Regions from separate parts of the Gossypium hirsutum genome. Here region 1 is linked to region 2. Evidence: chromatin contacts called from public Hi-C data. All regions are on one chromosome and are shown on one strand. The core of a region is the stretch at or near the end of the contact, and the rest is flanking DNA. Distances in the headings are between cores, read along the strand shown.

Region 1 (4,027 bases), core at 318-2,817, 45 kb before region 2:
AAGAACAATTGCTAGCACATATTCGATTAATTGAATATCATTGTTAGAAAATGAAGTTTGGAGCTTATTTGCTTTGCTGTTTGTGATTTAAATTACCGTTTCGATAGAAAATTTCATTGAAGTCATAACTTTCAATCAAATTCCTTTTTTCTTGACAAGATTTTAGGTTTTTTTTTCTCCAGCAATTAGAATTATAGAATGACTGGCAATTTGGTGGACTTAACTTGCTCTTTAGCATTCTCTCAGTAGTTGACATAAATTATTTGGTTAATGAGTCTATATTTTATAACAAGGACAATATAGTAAAATTTGCTTTTAGGTAATTTTACTTTCCATAAACCAAACACTTGAATATTAAATTCCTAGGCAAATGAACTAAATAAAGTAATCTCACATTCTACTTATACTCTTACATTCCCATAATTCTATTACGGAATGCAATCTAAGATAACCAAACGCCTCTTTAAGGTTTTATACTTCAAAAACCTTAAGTATACTCTTTACAAACAAGGAGAAGATGAGCAAACTAACAATGAACCTCAAGTAGGTGTGTTTGCAAATGAGACTCTAAATACAAAGATTTGAGAGTAAGAAAAGATATTGCAGCAAGCTCTTAATGAAATATGTATAAGAGAAATGATGAAGAAAATGAAGAGTTGAAGTTAATTCCCTTGTGTTTTATGCTTGGATATTTCTCTTTTTTTTTTTGATGTGTCTTTGGCGTGTATTTATACTAAGGGAATGAGTTTGTAAATATTTATAGTCGTTGGGTAAGACTTAGAGTTATTGCATCACTCAATTTGTACATTAACTGCAGTTGCAGATGAACTTGAACTGATACTACTAAAAAACTATAGTCGTTGGAAGGCAATGGTATCGCCACAACTAGGCTAGTACCGATACAACTCCAGAAGTATCAATACTTTTAGGTTTGTTGTAACACTACTATCTAGGGTTTTACAGTTTTGCTTATGTATCGAAACTATGCCCCAAACTTGTTTAAAATGGATTTAAACACTTAAAACATTTTGGTATTTACTAAAGAATATATGGATAAATTCAAATCATTAGAAACATGTTTTTGAGTATTTTATAAGTCTTTGAAATGCTTTAAAACAGTTTGAACACTAAATGACTTAGTTAATATTGTTATACCAAAAACTTGAGACATCAAAATTAACATCTTGCTTGAAATATTTTTATTGTTATATTAAAATTAATAAAGATGAATAGATAAAGTCAATAACAAAATTATTGATTTTTGAAAAGTAATGCTAAACTAGCTTTTATTCAATTAACCAAAGGTTTTCGATAGAATAAGTTCAGTCAAGTTAGTTATAATGGCTACGATAGTTTTGTAATAGGTTAAAATAAATTATGTCACTCAATTATTAATTATAAATTAGCAGAATCAAATCAGTTGTCTTTAGCTATTTTTTAATATATAAAAAAATATTTTTTTTGAGACAATCAACTGGGTTTTATTTATTAATTCCAAAACAAAGCTCAAAAAAGCAAACGGGTTGTACAGTTAAAAGTGAACCTAACCATTAGGCCCAATAACCTAGCAAAAAGAGCATGCCTAGATTACCACATGGGAGCAAACAAGTTCAGTTTGGCAACCCAGCCCCCTTCCCCATATCTCTTTTATATAAAATTTTAATCAAAATCAAAATCTAAGCTTATTCGATTTAATTGACTTAACCGATCAAACCAAATATCGTGAAGTTGATTACATCGATTAAAACCTAAATGGTCAATTAGTAAGCTAAAGTATTATTCTAAACGATCAAATTACATTTTAAATTTTTTTAACCGAATCCACCGACTAAACTCTCCTACAAATAATTTTAGATAAAAAAAATTGATGAAATGGACTCAAAAAGTGGGATGATCATTTAAACCCAAAGTTTTGAAAATTGGACCAACAATGGACTTATGGAGTTATTCTTTACTATCTGAATTGGGCCAACAATGGGCTTGACCCAAGTGCATTGAAAAACAGATTAGGCCTCAACATAAAAGAGGAAAGTTAAATAGACTCAACCCAGTAAAATAAGAGTCCACCAAAGGAAAAAAAAGTACCGGGACCAACCGGTCGAGTGATAAAGAGTTTAGTTCTGTAACCTTTTTAACTCGATCCAGACGTTATGATCGAATTATGAAGATAAAATTAGTCAAAAAAATCAGAAAAAGTCAAAAATGGCTGAGCAAAACTGATACAAGAAGATAAACACATGAACTGCAAGAATTGCATGGATTCAGTAATATGATATAACATTAGGGTTGTACGGTGGAAAATGGAGACTAGACAAAGAGGAGATGTGTTAGAGTCGAAGAAAAGACAAATTTGCAGACAAAATACTCACGGCTTAGGCTTTTAGCAAATGGCATTGTACACCCTATCATATATCAATATCATGGTTTATTATATTGTGTTTTTAAATAATAATTATACTAGCAAAATTGGACTAAAGATACTCACGTTAGATTCTGGACGCTGACAGCTTTGAATGCATATAATAATCCAATATGTATATATATGATCTGAAACATATATATGATCTGAAACTGAGAGGGGCTATTTAGCTATGTATGCTTTTAGCCTTATGAGAAAATAAAAACAAAACTGGCTGCCACAATCTGTACGGAGCATCATCCTCAATCTTGTTCCCAAGCCATTCAATTCATTTTGTTATCATCATTCTCGATAATTTAATTTTTGTTTGGTATAATTCTAGTTTTAGTCCCTTTACTATGTTGATTTTGTAATTTAATCCTTCAAACCCTTTACCTGATATACTCTCGCATAAGGAGGCTTGAACTCACAATCTCTAAGAATATGCAATGTTGTAGGGGCTAGCTATGTTATTACTTAGTTGGGTAATTTTTCAGCTTTAATTTTTCATATTTCATCTTCTTTTTTTCTTTTTTTTATAATAAGGGGCGAAGTCAAGAATTTTATGTTGGGGGTTGGCATAAAATAGTAAAATTTGAGGGATGCAAAAGCTAAAACTTTTGTATTAAAGGGGATTAAATTAAAATATTAAATCTTTGGGAGGAAAAATGATAATTTTCATTTTTACCAAAGGGCTAAAGGACTTCAATTAAATTACTATTTTTTGAGAGGGACTAAAATTGCATTTTTTTCATTTAAATAAAGAATTAAAAATGCTATTATTAATTTGGGCAAACTCCACCCATGGCTACTAAATTGTCATTCAACTTCAAAAAGTTATAAAATGGTCATTAAACTATTCAAAAGTTTTCATGTAGTCACTAAGCTGTTAATTTTATTTTTTAAAGTCTAGTTAGTGAGCTCTAAGCGATGATTCAACAATCGGTACAATGGATCAATGCCTATCAACGAGTAAAAGAACATACTTTATATTCAAGTCGATATGATGGTTAGTGTCAGAAATCGAAGAAAGGTGTTTGAATTTTGATTCACAGTTTCATTATATTTAAAGTTGTTTCATAACTGTAGAACAGAAGTGAAATGAGAACTTTCGATTGATGTAGGCAATGCAAACGAACAAGGTCATGCAACAATGATTTCAACAACCTAGTGACAACTTCAATGAAAACTTTCGAATATTTCAGAGTCATTTTATAAATTTTTGGGCTCCAAGGTCCTACTCTTATCCCTGCACCTAGCTTCATACATGTTCAACACTTTTAACTATTGTTTTTTGAGAAAATATTTGGTGCACTACCCGTGAAGATTTTGGACTCCACAAGCGGGATCAGAGGTTGGCAATTGTTTTATAAGAGTAAATAAATATTTAAAAACTCATTCTTTTAAATATTAATATACTCTCCTTTTAAAAGCGGTAATTAATACGATTATCAATTTAGATATACTAATAAAATTGTAAAAATAAAACCATATTAAACTAAAGTAGAGCAATAAAATCTCAAATTTCAATAAAGGGAGTAAATCAAGAATTAAATTTTTTTTTTTAGCATACAATATTTTTTTATAGGATTACAATTACAAATAGAGTATTAAACGAAGATATGTCCA
Region 2 (4,069 bases), core at 1,402-3,901:
CAATATGATAGAACATATAAATTCTAAGGCAATAAAGAAAATGCTTCAAAAAGTATACTTTAATGAAGGAGTATGATTAACAATCCAGGCTATGATAAAAAATTATATGAGGATCACTAGACCAGAAAGTCATAAATAACATGACAAACATAAAAATTCTAAGGCAATAAAAAAAAGCTTTGAAAGGAGACGATAAAGAAAAAGCTTCACTGGGTATACTTTGATGAAGAATTATGATTTACAATCATGGCTAAGATAAAATATTATATGAGGATCACTAGAGCAGCAAGCCAAAGAACAACATGATGAAACATATTCTAAGGCTCTCTAAGAAGTATTATAAGTACAACATTGAACCTTTAACTGAAAGAATAATTGTAAAGTTCATGTAGCCACACCTCTCATCATAGTAGAGATCCCAAGTTCAAATCACCCTCTCCCAATGTTAAACAGAAAAATGAACCCAAATTTATGCTAATTGTTATGAACTTATGGTGATATGAATGGTTGAAATTTGGAAAACAATACATGGAAACTTACAGGAATTCCCAAACCCCAAGATTTGGCAGCAGCAATAAGGGCTTGGGATAGACCATTGGCTCCTCGTCCATCCTCACTATAGCCCCCAAGGAAGTATGCACTCAAAAACCATCCTATCAATCCACAATTCCACTTTTACATAAGTTATATAATGAAAATCTTATTATTATTTTTCTTTGAGGTGAATTGCACTAAACATTCTCAAAATATGACCCAAATTCTAAATTGGATCTTAAACTTCAAAATATTCTAATTGAGGCCTCAATGTATCTGTACCATACCAATCACGTCCTTCCATCAGTCTCGCTATTAGCTTGAGTGTAAATCAGTAAGTGTCAACTCAAGTCTAACATGAAGCATATTTAGACATCAAATTATAAATGTGTACCCACAACATGTATAACTTGTATTTGATGTGTTAAAAAAATAAGCTTCTTAAATTTGTTTCAATATTGTTTGTCTTCTTAATACGTACTTATTTACAATTAGATCTTACATGTTTTACATATGTCACATGTCAAGTATGAACCGACAATTAAAACCTAAATGGTAATTAGTCTTTGATTAATACAATATGTGTAAAAGTATCATAGAGGCCCTTGTACTAGGAGATGGATTGCATTTTACCCCCTCAACTCAAAAAATGAGCAAATTAGTCTTTATACATTAGATCAAAGAGCAAATCGGTCCTTCTTATAAAAATTATATCGATTTCTAATATAAAAAATTGGTCCTTATATGCTAAAATGATATACATTTAATATGCCATCTATAACGTTCAGGCTTTTCAATACGGTAAAAATAAATTAAAATTTTAACAATAGAAATAAATGAATATTTTACAGAAAGGACCAATTTGGCAATTTGGATCCTAGTACAAGGGCCTCCATACCTACAATATAACTTTTTATACAATGTGTAGGAATACTCATGATACCTTTGATCAAGCCTGAACCCATTTCCTCTTGCAAGGGCAAGATTGCCAAAGGCAACCGAGCTAACACTCAATTGGCCCAATATGATTAAATTACAGTGAAATGTAAAAGTTAAAAGAATACCAGCCAAGAAAGGGTCAGCTGTACGTATTGTATCCATTGCAAAAATGGGGAGACCATGGTTATATCTTCCGATTGCAGAAAACAAAAGCAAAGCCAACACATCCCCACCAGCAAGCAAAGCCACTCGACTGTCACATAACAATCCAAACAATTAAAAGAATAAAAAAATAAATTTTAAAAATAAAAGGAAAAAGAAAAAGCTTTTAGTTACCCCCATTTGGAAAGATGAGAAGAAGAAGAACTGGGTTTTTCGAACTGGATAACACCTTCCAAAGGGACATCATCTTGACCAACGAAAACGGTGTCGTCGCTATTGTTGAAAGGAGGAGGAGGAGGGGAAGATTGTTTAGGGGCAGAGTCTAGGCCTCCTTCAGCCTTGGCGAGAGTGATTTGAAGGGGTTTTCGTGGATTTCTTGAAGGGATGAATTTGGGTCTTTTATGGATTGAGGAATTGGAAATTGAAGGTTTAATTGGGACAGTGAATTTGAGTGAACATTTTTTAGCCGACAATGCTCCGCTTGGACAGCTTATCAGAAACATGTTTGAGCTTCTTTCGGTTTTGTGTTGGGTTCTTTTTTGGATTCCCAAAAAGGGCATTTATTACAAAAAAAAATCAAGGGAAAATGCTGGCGTTGATATTTTCTCACCACTTTCTGGAGAGCTGAAATTAAAGAAATAATTTTTCTGTTTTTTTCTCGGTTTTTTTTCGTTTTATCTCAGCCGTCTGTTTGATTGGTCCAAACCCATCAAAGGAAATCTATATAGATCCCTCCAAGCCAGAAGCTTGATTTAGCATTTGGAAAAGGTTTTTTTTTTTTTTAACAAATGGCAGCATTACTTTCCAGAGCTAGAAATCCAAATTCAACCAATGGGATAATAATGATAAGGTACTGGGAATGGATTGATTAGGAATGTTATACAAATGGAATTGTTATTATAGTTTCTTTAAGCCTACTATGACAGTATTTTGTTGGAAACTTCTTAACTGAAGACCTTTCATAAGGCACCTCTCGACTGAAGATTTTTCGTTGGGAACCCCTCGTGAAAATTCATAGGCTAACAGCCTTCGTTAAGAACCCCTCGACTGATAACCTGTATGACGACCAGACTCACTCATCATAACAAGGGATAACAATGTCAATACAAAATAACTTGGGACAGCTTAGGACGCAAACAAGATTACACAAGACATACCATGACACCAGTCATATTCGTTTGGCATCTAACCTCCAACCTCCCAATGCGACCCATCACGTGGCACTACGAAACAATAAGTGACTGACTATATAACCCAATAGCACAAAGGAGACGGAGATGGATACTAGAACACAGGCTTCTCCACCTTTCTCCTTTCTCTTTCCTTTTTATCTTCTCTTTCATCTTTGATGGCTCTTCACTCCTACCTTTTGTTGACACTTGGTCTCATTAAGGAACATTTCAAGTTCCAATTGTTTTTGTGGCTAAATCGGATTCCAGTTGTTTTATTTTGGATTTTGATAATTTTAGGTTCCAATTTTAAGTTCCCATTTTGAGTTAGATTTGGGTTATTTCATTTACCTAAGTAATTTTGGACCAAAAACATTTTGATTATGAGTAATTTCAAGTCATTTTGAGTCGGATCACCTAACAATAAGGCCCAAGAAGGGTTGAAAAAGCCGACCAATATCAAAACCATGTATTTTATATTTGAATTAGTTTTTTAAATTTAGCCAACCAATAAAAACCAGTTGAATAAAAAAAACATAGCTTCATTATTAACATTGCCTGACAGAGTAGTGAAACTGCACAAAGAGAAATTAGAATTACATGATACCCTGATTTCTGTACGGACAAATCATCATAATCTAAACACAATATATATATATGAGCACTGCCGGGCATGGTTATGGCACAACATTACGTCTAAAAGTGGAAATGGACCAAATCATGGTTAAACTTTTCCTAAGCCTGTTTAGTTAAAAAAATTCACTAACCCTTCAAAGTTCGAACCCCCAAATGTGCCGAGTGATCATCTTGAAGCATCAACATATAAAGGCTCAAGTTCTCCGTCATGATGTTTCTGATCCTGTTCGCTAGAAGCACCGGCGTTGCATTCCTTTAAACCCTCACCATCATAGTTTGCTCCTTCGGTCTGAGGTGGCATGGCATTTGTAGGTGGATCTCGAGAGTCATCATTAACTTGATTTGATTTTCCATCAACTGCGTTCCCAGTAATCCCATTGAACCCACCAGTCACTGTACCCACTAGACCAACCCCATTGTTCATGCAAGGGGGATAGGCAGATGCAGTTCCATAAGGTGGCGGGCAAAGTCTTGGTCCAAGCATTACAGGGGCATAAAAAGAACCCCTCGGAGTAACTGGAGGGACACCATAACCTATCCTACCATATCCAACGGTTGGGTACCCATTGCCATAAACACCACTTCCGTAAACATATCCATCAATGGTATTATACCCAATAAGAGGAGCA

The links. A called contact is a pair of places that touch in the nucleus more often than the background predicts.
Region 1: a Hi-C map of leaf shows a contact between it and region 2, with 4 times the contacts expected there. The contact joins the enhancer-like site here to the promoter of LOC107930590 in region 2. A contact is called at or near these places in 10 of 34 Hi-C or Micro-C datasets (cotyledon, hypocotyl and leaf).

What each region holds. Positions count from the first base shown.
Region 1 is chrA06:2,851,036-2,855,062 of Gossypium_hirsutum_v2.1, reverse strand. No RefSeq gene overlaps it. Among protein-coding and RNA genes, the nearest start is that of LOC107930619, 17 kb to the right of the region's middle. Within about 2 kb of position 1,567, at least 3 of the 9 cell types and tissues checked have an H3K27ac peak or open chromatin away from gene starts, as enhancers often do. A contact at or near this core is called in hypocotyl and leaf, where this site is marked.
Region 2 is chrA06:2,807,094-2,811,162 of Gossypium_hirsutum_v2.1, reverse strand. It overlaps LOC107930590, which reads right to left and starts at 2,651. Exons shown (of 5, transcript XM_016862256.2): 1 at 1,810-2,651; 2 at 1,599-1,726; 3 at 541-653. The coding sequence starts at 2,195. LOC107930589 (RNA-binding protein 1) reads right to left here. Exons shown (of 3, transcript XM_041114852.1): 3 at 3,331-4,069. The coding sequence ends at 3,607.